2 separate regions of the Sus scrofa genome follow, and region 1 is linked to region 2. Evidence: chromatin contacts called from public Hi-C data. All regions are on one chromosome and are shown on one strand. Each heading gives the region's core, a stretch centred on a gene start, on an enhancer-like site or on the middle of the called end of the contact. The rest is flanking DNA. Distances are from core to core; before and after follow the strand shown.

Region 1 (5,026 bases), core at 470-2,969, 110 kb after region 2:
CCCTGGCCTCACTCAGTGGGTTAAGAATCTGTGATATATGGAGTTCCCATTGTGGCTCAGTGGTTAATGAATCCGACTAAGAACCATCAGGTTGCAGGTTCGATCCCTGGCCTCACCCAGTGGGTTAAGGATCCGGCATGCCCCTGAGCTGTGGTGTGGGTTGCAAATGCAGCTTGGATACCGCATTGTTGTGGCTCTGGTGTAGGCCAGCAGCTACAGCTCTGATTAGACCCCTAGCCTGGGAATCTCCATATGCTGCAGGTACAGCCCTAGAAAAGACAAAAAAAAAAAAGAATCTGTGGTATATAGGTTGCAGACATGGCTTGGATCCCTTGTGGCTAAGGCACAGGCTGGTGGCTGCAGCTCTGATTCGACTCCTAGCCTGGGAACCTCCATATGCTGTGGGTGTGGCCATAAAAAGTCAAAAGAAAGGAGAAGCCTCGGAGAACCAAGGGAGAGGGCACAAAGTTTAGCTTGTAGCTTCCTCCTGGAAATGTCCCAGAATAGGTGTCCAAAACTCCACCCTTCACAGCTTGCACAAATACCAGTGGGAAATCTTTATCTAGATATATGTGTGCTGATTACCTCTTCTCCCCTGATCCTCTCACCTCTGAAGTGTTTCTTCAATGGAGTGTTCTCCCTTTGGTGCATCTTCTTCCAAATTTGGCTCAAAACATTCCTTCTCCAAGAAACTTTTCTTTCCCTAAACAACTCACTTCTCCAGAGCTGATAACTTCTATATATTCATGTGCCACCATCAGCAATGCCCTGTGACCATTTTACTGCATTATGTTTCTGAGTTTTTCAGATGTGAATGGAGGGGAGAGACCATTTATGTTTTGTTCATTGCTGTAGTCCCAACATTTCACATTGTAGGTTGGTTTGGTTTTGAATTTTAAGTATCCATCTGCCAAACTCCACCATCAGTCTGAAAGGTCTAGAGAGGTAAGACAAACTTCTTTTCTGTAACTCACCAGTTGCCCAGCCCACTAGGAATCTTGTGATTTCTTCATATGTTAGGCCCCTAGTCTTGGTATCTTGCCCTGAATTTTCTAATTCTTTTAACTCATCCTTAATGGTTATAATAATATATAATAAGCCAGTCTGCCTAGCTCCAATAGTTGGTGTACGAGCTTGGATTACATATCAGTTTTCTCATGTGTAACACGGTAATGATAATAACTTATAAACTGGTTGAAAGGAATTCATTTATTTAAAAGTTTATTTGACTTGGCTTATGAGACACTCAATAAACGTAAGTTATTATTGAAAGCTGTACATTTGTCTGTGAGGCACTTCATCTTCAATATCTTGTCTGAGGAATCCAGCGACCCTATGAGATAGCAACGTTTACAGAGGAGAAAGCTGAGGCTGAGAGTTACTTATCCAAGGTCACGGGCCGGCGTGACTCCTAACCAGACTCGCACCCCCCCCCCCGCGTCTCCTGGTGCCCCATCTCCGGTTGCCAAATGGAAACAGCCTCACTCCCGGTAAGGTAGATTACCTGGACGGCCGGGAGCAGGTTTAGGCCGGGGGCGACAGCGATCCGGGGCGTCAGGCTCAGAGAGCTAAGAGCGCGGGTCAATACCCGCAGGGCCATGATTGGCCAGGCTCGGTTGGGTTCAGCACACCACCATCACCTTTAGCGAGGAACCCTGGCGCTACTGGATGACGCTAACTGGTCCAAGTGCCGTCGCTCCATCCTGACGTAAAAAGAAAAGAGGCGGGCGGAGAACCCGAGACCAAGTTGGACACACACCTCCTTTCCTCCCTGTGCCAGGTAGACCCAATCCCCCGGCGGCTCATAGGTCGCGTGACTGGGGAACAGGCCCCGCCCCTCAGAGCCGTCAAAACAATTGCCTTGAGCGGCAGCCATGATGGATTTAAAGGGGCAGTACCGGCAAGAGCTGTAGCCAGATCATCAGACTGCGGGTGAGTCTTTAAGGGTACTTTGGGGCAGAGAGTTGAGATCCTGCTACCTCTTTCTTGCACTCCCGGACAGATTAAGAAATGAGCCCTTCCGAGCAGTCTCAAACAACTCGAGTCGGATTCAAAAACTCCGCCCCCCGGGATTCTTCCCGCCCCCTCGGCGTCCAGACGGACGGACAGACGGTCCGCCCCGCCCCCTGCGCTACCAACTGACTCCTTGACCTCGGGATAATCCGGCCCCTGGTCCTCCTCGCCCGCGACGCGGACCTGGGTCATCACCCCGCACCTCCTCCCTTCTCTCCTGCCCATCGCACTCTCTCCCCACCCTGGGCCTCAGGGCAGGTCGACAGCCTGGGACACTTCACCGCATTCCCAGGCCGGGGAGACCAAGTCCTAGCGCCGAGATCCTCTGTGATCCCGCAGCCACTCAGCGGACCTGCCATTCTTCCCTGCATCATCGGGCACCTGGGAGGCACTCTACGCTGACTCTCAGAGCCTGTTAGTATGTTAGTACGTGATCATGATAGAGACAAAGCCATAGAGATGACTGGGCAAAGAGTGACCAGGTCTTCCTCCTCACCCGTTCCCAGACACGCCCCTTGCCTCAGGTCTCAGATCAGATCTCACTCTCTTCTTGGGAGAAAATAGCTCCCAGGCTTGGGGTGGGAGGTTGGCTTCTGGAAGGAGGAGGGACCTTGGTCGTCTTTGAAGACCTGTGGGCAGGGGAGGGAGGGTGTTTGTCCTGGGTGGGGCTCTATGCCAGGTCCTCGGGAGGCTGTGAAGTGGTGAGAGAAGGGGTGGGAACGCTGGACTTCTGGACTTTGGGCAGGGCAGATCCTTCTGAGTCCCTGGCTGCTTGAACAGAGTTTCTTCCGGGCTCCTGCCTGAACGCCACAACCAAGGGTTATATACAGGTAAGAAGACTTCAAAGATGAGAAACAAGGCCCTTTTGAGGAAGTAGTCAGACAGCCTGAGGCCTGAGGTTTCAGGCATGTGGGGAAAGAGGCAGGGCTGACCAGGTTTGCAGATGCTGGGCTTAGCTCTGTGGGCGACCCGCACCTCTAGGTGCCTCTCATCTGGGTCCTGTGATGAAGGCTCCTATTTTTTTTCTTTTCCTTCTCTTTCTTGATTTAAACATTGATTTGAAACCTATTTCTCCCCGCACTTTTTAAAAAATTCTGACTATTTTCAGCATATCTCCTGCCTGCTTTAACCTCGTTCCCTTTGCAGTGCTCTCAAACACCCTCTGTGCTCCCTAGAGGGCTGTCTCTCCTCTCCTGATTCCTTTTCTTAACCCCAAATCTGTCTCCAACTCCTTTTCCATTCTGTTCCTTAGCTCAGTCCCTCTGGTACTTCTCAGCACCTCTGTTCCTTCTATACTTTTTCTTCGTTCAAGTCAATTCCTCTCCTTCTCTATCTCCCCCAACCTTAGTTTTGTGTCTAGTGTCGCAGGCTGCCTCCTCACTGGTCACTTGTTCTCTCCAATTAAACCACAGGGTTCCCCCCCTCCATTTGCTCTTTTCCTTCACTTGGACTCCCCCCTCCACCACCCCTGCCAGCCTCTAACCAGGGCGCTCAGCCCTCGTTGTTATTTTGACTTCAGCTGAGCTCTGTTGTTTCTCTGTAGCCCAGACACGGTCCCCTGGCCAGGATGTCGGGCCTGGTGTTGGGACAGCGGGATGAGTCTGCAGGGCACCGGCTCAGCCAGGAGGAGATCCTGGGGAGCACCCGTCTGGTGAGCCAAGGGCTGGAGGCTCTACACAGTGAGCACCAGGCAGTGCTGCAAAGCCTCTCGCATACCATCGAGTGTCTGCAGCAGGGAGGCCATGAAGAAGGGCTGGTGCACGAGAAGGCCCGGCAGCTGCGCCGATCCATGGAAAACATCGAGCTGGGGCTGAGTGAGGCCCAGGTGAGGGGGAGGAGGTGGTGCCAAGTGGCCCCAGGTAGATGGAGAAGAATTGTCTGATGGAGTTTTGGGTTCATTTGGGATCCCTTTTCCTAGATGCTTGAATTCATTCACCCAGTTAATAAGTATTAAGCCTCCACCATGTGCCAGGCACTAATCTTCTGGATGCTCGGGAGAGTGATCACTCAACACAACGGCCATAAAGCTTTGCCATCTTGGAGCTTAGAGTCTAGCTGGGGGAAGCAGGTGATACACAAATAAATAAGTGATTCAGTGTGCCAGAGTGATAATTGCTAAGGATAAAAAGGTAAAAATAAAGCAAGGAAGGGGATTGGGGTGTATGGAGAGAGGATACAGTTTTAGGTGGGGTGGTCCGGGAAAGCCTCACTGAAAAGGCACCATTTGAGCAAAGAATTGAAGATGAGGGAGTTCTCATCATGGCGCAGTGGAAACAAATCTGACTGGGAACCATGAGATTGTGGGTTTGATCCCTGGCCTCGCTCAGTGGATTAAGGATCCAGCATTGCCGTGAGCTGTGGTGTAGGTCACAGATGCGGCTCAAATCTGGCATTGCTGTGGCTGTGGTGTAGGCCGGCAGCTGTAGCTCTGATTCGACCCCCAGCCTGGGAACTTCTATAGGCTGTGGGTATGGCCCTAAAAAGACAAAAGCCAAAAAAAAAAAAAAAAGAATTGAAGATGAGGGGTTGGGTCATACAGTAAACTAAACAGGGGAAGAGCATTTTGAGAGCATGGACAGCAAGTGCAGAGGCCCTGACCTCGAGCCGTCCCCTGAGTTCACTGAGGGGCCAGTGCGGCTTCCCCCTGGCCAGTGCAGTGACTGAGGGGAAGCAAAATAGAAAACGAAGTTGGAGAGGTAATGGGGGTGGGGGAGGGGGACAGAGCATGTGGCACTGTAGGCCATCATAAGGACTTGCCTTTTACCTTGAATGAGACAGAAGCTATTGGAATGTCCTGAGTGGAGGAGTGATGTGGTCTAAGTCAGCATTTTAAAAGGATCATCTGGGAGTTCCTGTTGTGGCTCAGCCATTTAAGAACCCAGCTAGTATCCATGAGGATGTGGGTTTGATCCCTGGCCTCACTCAAAGGATTAAGGATCCGAAGTTGCCACAGGCCGAGGTATAGGCCGCAGATAGGGCTCAAATCTGGCTTTGCTGTGGCTGCGTAGACCGT
Region 2 (4,806 bases), core at 725-3,224:
AATAGAGTGTAACCAGTGTGTTCCCTGCTCACCCAGCTCTTGCAGGAAATCCAGCCTTTCCCAGGGCTTCTTCTCCAGTAATCACCCCCAAGAATCTCTGGGAGCTTTCATGTGAATCCAGATGCCCCCTGGGCAGCATAGGACAGTTTTTGAATTAACGGCCCTACTTTAGTCTTCCTCTCCTCATGGCGGCAGTTGGGAACGATGTCCTAATGCCCCCCCCAATGCACACACACATGATATCACTGACACTCCCAGCTTCCCCGAGCCTCAGTGCCCTCGTAGCTGCTGGTCCATGAAAACCCTCCCGTTATCTTCCACTGCTGATCTCTCATCAGCTTGTAAGGAGATTCTCCGGCCCTTTTTTTGGGTTCTTCAAGGAGAGAGAGGGCACTTCTTCTTGGGATGAATCTGTCCACCATCCCCACAGGGCCTGCTCCTTCCCTAACACAGACAGAGGAAGGGCTAGGCTGTGGGGAAGGGGCATGTCCACCCAAACCCCAGACTTTCTCCAACCACTGTGCCTTCCCGGCTCTTAGCCCAGATGCTGAGCCCAGGGCTCCTGCCAAACTAATTTGTGCCTCAATTAATATCTTCTCAGAGTCCTGTTTGTTTATTCTGGAAGCAGGTGTCCCTTACCTTCAGGGCTCCTCCCCAAGTTGCCCCCATTCCCCTAATCCTGGCCTGCCCCAGACTCAGCAGGAATGCCCACTATGGATGGCTTAACATTATTTCCCAGGAGGGTTCCTGGCCAGACTCTGAGCCTTCCTAAGTCTTAGGAAGCCTAGAGAGGATGGAGGACCTCAGGAGGGTGTCCTGATCCTCTGCGTCCTGATCTATTGTGGAATTCTACACATCACAGCTCCTACCTATCCAGAGGGCCTTATCACCCACACAACTGTTTTGAGCAAGAAGCTAAAATCAGGAAACAACAAGTCAATGGGCTGAGTACCAGTCCTTTCAAGTCTTTATAAAATAGCATAAATATCCAACCTCCAGGAAGGAAACTTGAAGTGCTGGGGAACAGGGGCTTATGGACAAAAATGGAATTTGCAGACAACCTGCAAGAGAAGCAGATTTGGGCTGTTATAGAACACTGAGCAGGGGCAGCCAGAAGCAGCCCCAAAGACCCAGAGTCCTGCTCTTGATGGCACAGGAGAAGGGGGTTTCATTGAGCAATTGCGGTACCAGGCGTCCTGGTGCAGGGGAGGTGGAAGGGAAATACAACTGTTCATTAGTCCTTCTGGGAGCTCAGAATCCAAAGAAATAAATAATAGGGCAGAAAATCAGGAGAGGTTATACACTAAAAAGAAAATCAATGCATAAACTTTTTACAATCTGCTCCATAAGCTTTAATTCTATTAACCTGTTCAAGCTTCCCAGAGAACAAAGCTCGAACAGCAGCTAGGAGGATCACTGTGTCATAACACAGACAAAAGCTGAGGCTCTGAGTGACTTGTTCTAGTTCTCCCTGGGACAAATCTAGAGTTACTGGGCACTAAGAAAGCTGCTTGAAGACTGGGGACTGAATCGTCCTGGTCTCATCCACAGCATCTACTAGAGTGACTGGCAATTACCATCACCACTACCACTACCACAGCAAAATTAAAAAGCAGGTGCTCAGTAAGGGCTGGCTGCATTATAACCGTGGTGGGGCGGGGAGTGACGCGCAAGGAGGCGGAGAAGGCAGTGAAGACACCTTCCAGGACCAGAGCCTTCTTCCCTCTCCCGCAGCCCTAGTCCTCCTGTCCCTCCCAGAGCCTCTGTTAAGGGGTGGGAAAAGATGTTGCCATAGGTCACTGAGGACACTATCCGCTATTTCATTGGCGGAGGTCGAAAAAAGATCGTCCTCCCATTCGCTAGAAGACAAACCCCAAAAAGTCCATTGGCTGCGTAGACCGCAGGCCCCGGTCGGCTCTGGGGGCCGGCCGAGACGGCCAGAGGAGGGAGCTGCCTGGGGGGGCGGGGAGGGGGGTGCTCGCCGTTTTCCTGGTTACGCCGAGGCACGTGTGCAGTCCCGGAAGCGGCTCCGGGAAGCTGCCCAGCGCGCGCAGCGGGAGGAGGTGCAGCCCGGTCCGCTCAGGTCGGGTCCGGCTGGGCCATGGAACCATTACCTGAGCCCACGTCCCGGCCTCGGCTCCGGCCTCGGCCCCGCTGTCTTCTGCTTCTTCCCCTGCTACTGTTGCTGCTGCTGCTACTGCCCGCCCCGGAGCTGGGCCCGAGGGAGGCCCGAGCAGAGGAGACAGACTGGGTTCGACTGCCAAGCAAATGCGAAGGTGAGGGGGCGGGGCCCGCGGGGAGTATCCAGCTGGGGGGGCGGGGCTTGCGGAGAAGGTCCTGGGCTCTGGAGCGAGTCTCCAGTGCAAGAACCTGATGTGTGTCTGGCACTGTGCTGAGCTCTGGGGACAGAGAGGCGGGCGAGAGATCAGATCTTGGTGCACCTGGAGCTCAGAAATCGGTGAAAACAAGCAGTTATAATCGGGTTAGTAAATGCCCTGATGGAGGAGGCACAGGACTTTGGCGGCTGGGTGAGGAGCAGCTAATCTAGACTAGAAATGGGGGGAAAGGCTTCGTCAGGAAGCCCCGAATGATTAGGAGTTAGCCGGGTGAGAAGTGAAGAGAGGGTCCCACTCAGGAAACCACAGATGCAGGGTCTTGCAAGCAAAGGACAAGTTTGAGGAACTGAAAAGATCCGTATGACTAGTCTTGGGGAGGAAAGAGCTTGAGACGCCCCCTCTGTGCCCTCATCGCAAGCTTTGTGTCATTGGCCGTCTCCCCGACTTGCTGTCAGCTCCTGCCGGGGCAGGGACCTCTCTCAGATACCTGTTCACACAGTGCCTGGTAGGCATCCAATAAATGTATTTGGAATAAGTATGAATAAACAGGGGTGGGGGTACTGTGGGTGTAGGTGCAGGAAGGAGGAGGGTCTGAAGCCTGGGGGAACTTAGGGAGGAAGATTTTAGGAATATGGAAAAAGTATGACTCCCAAAGACAGAGGGGTGAAGGTGTGGCACTTGAGAGAGACAGCAAAGAGCGTCAGCACACAATCCAGGACTGTGAAGGGTCTACCTTCCCCCCACCCCTCCATTTCTCAGTTTACTCCTCAGACCTTTACAGATACTCCTTCCATCTCCCTCCACCAACTCCAGCCCCCGCACCCCTGAACGTCGGCTGTAAATGTTTTGCATCTTAATTCAAAGCCTGCAGCCAGCCAGATGTTCCCTAAGCACTCGAATGGGGGTGGTTTGAAAGGCATAATGCTTTCATTGGAGAGATGAAAGGTGAGATGCTTCAGAGATGAGCTGAGCTCACTGGTAGTCTTCCCAGTGTGGGTTCTAGCCTGTACTTTCTCCCTCACTCCCTTAAATAGACAGTCAGAGGGTTATGGTGCCTTCCTTTCACTCTTCCTGTAGCTATAACCAGTGTCTTTGGGGATTTCACTTCCCCTTCTTATTTTCTATCTTATACTGATAGCACAGAGCTCTTACTGCTTCTCATTTTCATACATAGCAGAGGAAGCTCACATTTCTTTTCCTTAGGAGACTCATAGAAGCATAGAGTTGGCAAAGATCTTTTTTTTTTTTTTTTTTGTCATTTTTAGGGCTGCACCTGCGGCATATGGAAGTTGCCAGGCTAGGGGTCCAATCAGAGCTGATGCCACCCAACTACGCCACAGCCACAGCAACGCCAGAGCCAAGCCTCATCTGCCACCTATACCACAGCTCATGGCAATGCCAGATCCCTAACCCACTGAGAGGGGCCAAGGATTGAACCCATATCCTCATGGATACTAGTCGGGTTCATTAACTGCTGAGTCACGAGGGAAACTCCGTCAAAGATCTTTAGATCATTGTAGTCTGAGCTGATTTTGTAGGTAATTGATAAAGAATCGTTTAAAAGGGATTTTCAAGTCACAGGATGGCTTGGCAAACTCCAACCCTTAGGCTCATCTTAATAGTGTATATTTACTTTATTTATCACTGTTTCACCTTTGTTATTAAATGCTGACTGTCTGGCCCACAAAGCTTGCCTCCTGGCTCAGGAGCCTGAGTGGAAGAGGCCTTGGCAAAGAGAAAGGAGGACCGGCCCAGAAAAAAGCAGGTGGTTGATCCATGAGGATCCATGAGGATCCATGAGGATCTGGGGTCTGTGCCATGAGTCTCCTCCAAGTCTGGTTCTGGGTGGGTTCTGCAGAGGGGGTCTTGAAGAGGTAAGATTTGCAAGAGTTGGGAAGCAAGGTTGTGGTTGTGGATATAAGAGAGATGGGTTGGTGGGTTCCAACCCCGCCCCCTGCTTGGAATACTACATATTGAGGGCGTGGGAGGAGGGGCCCAGGAGCCAGAAGAATGATGAGCTTGCACAAAGTACAGGACAGAGGAGAGGAGGGAGCCTAGATGGTCCTGGTTGGAGAGCCAGGGAGGTGAGACACCCCCACTTCATTGCAGACTCTGAGATCACTGGCTTACATTATGGAATTTTCGTATGTTCCAAGTTCTCCAAGCCATCTCTTATGCTGGCATGTTATAAAACTTCACCAAGCAAGCCTGCAGGGCATATATTGGTTTTGGTGGTAGGTCAGTTTTCTGCCCAACTCTGCTTTTGCTGTTATAACAACACTGATGGCATTTAGCTTGCAGACCACATGCCATTCGGAGATATCAGAAGCTGCCTGACCACAAGCACAGCCTCTCTGAGCAATAGTTAGCAAGTACCCAACACATACAAAGTCCCAGACTAGAGGAATAGAGAAAAAAATCCAGTTTGTGATCCTCACTTTGGCATTTAATTGGAGAGACACGCAAGATG

The links. A called contact is a pair of places that touch in the nucleus more often than the background predicts.
Region 1: a Hi-C map of liver shows a contact between it and region 2, with 3 times the contacts expected there. The contact joins the promoter of MRPL2 here to the promoter of CNPY3 in region 2. A contact is called at or near these places in 2 of 5 promoter capture datasets (fetal liver and liver), 4 of 47 Hi-C or Micro-C datasets (heart right ventricle and liver) and 1 of 2 datasets of contacts at active chromatin or transcription factors (alveolar macrophages).

What each region holds. Positions count from the first base shown.
Region 1 is chr7:38,118,949-38,123,974 of Sscrofa11.1, forward strand. MRPL2 (mitochondrial ribosomal protein L2) reads right to left here and starts at 1,720. Exons shown (of 7, transcript NM_001185067.1): 1 at 1,505-1,720. The coding sequence starts at 1,600. KLC4 (kinesin light chain 4) reads left to right here and starts at 1,726. Exons shown (of 16, transcript XM_001929222.4): 1 at 1,726-1,932; 2 at 3,557-3,838. The coding sequence starts at 3,581.
Region 2 is chr7:38,012,820-38,017,625 of Sscrofa11.1, forward strand. It overlaps CNPY3 (canopy FGF signaling regulator 3), which reads left to right and starts at 1,975. Exons shown (of 6, transcript NM_001110428.1): 1 at 1,975-2,276. The coding sequence starts at 2,102.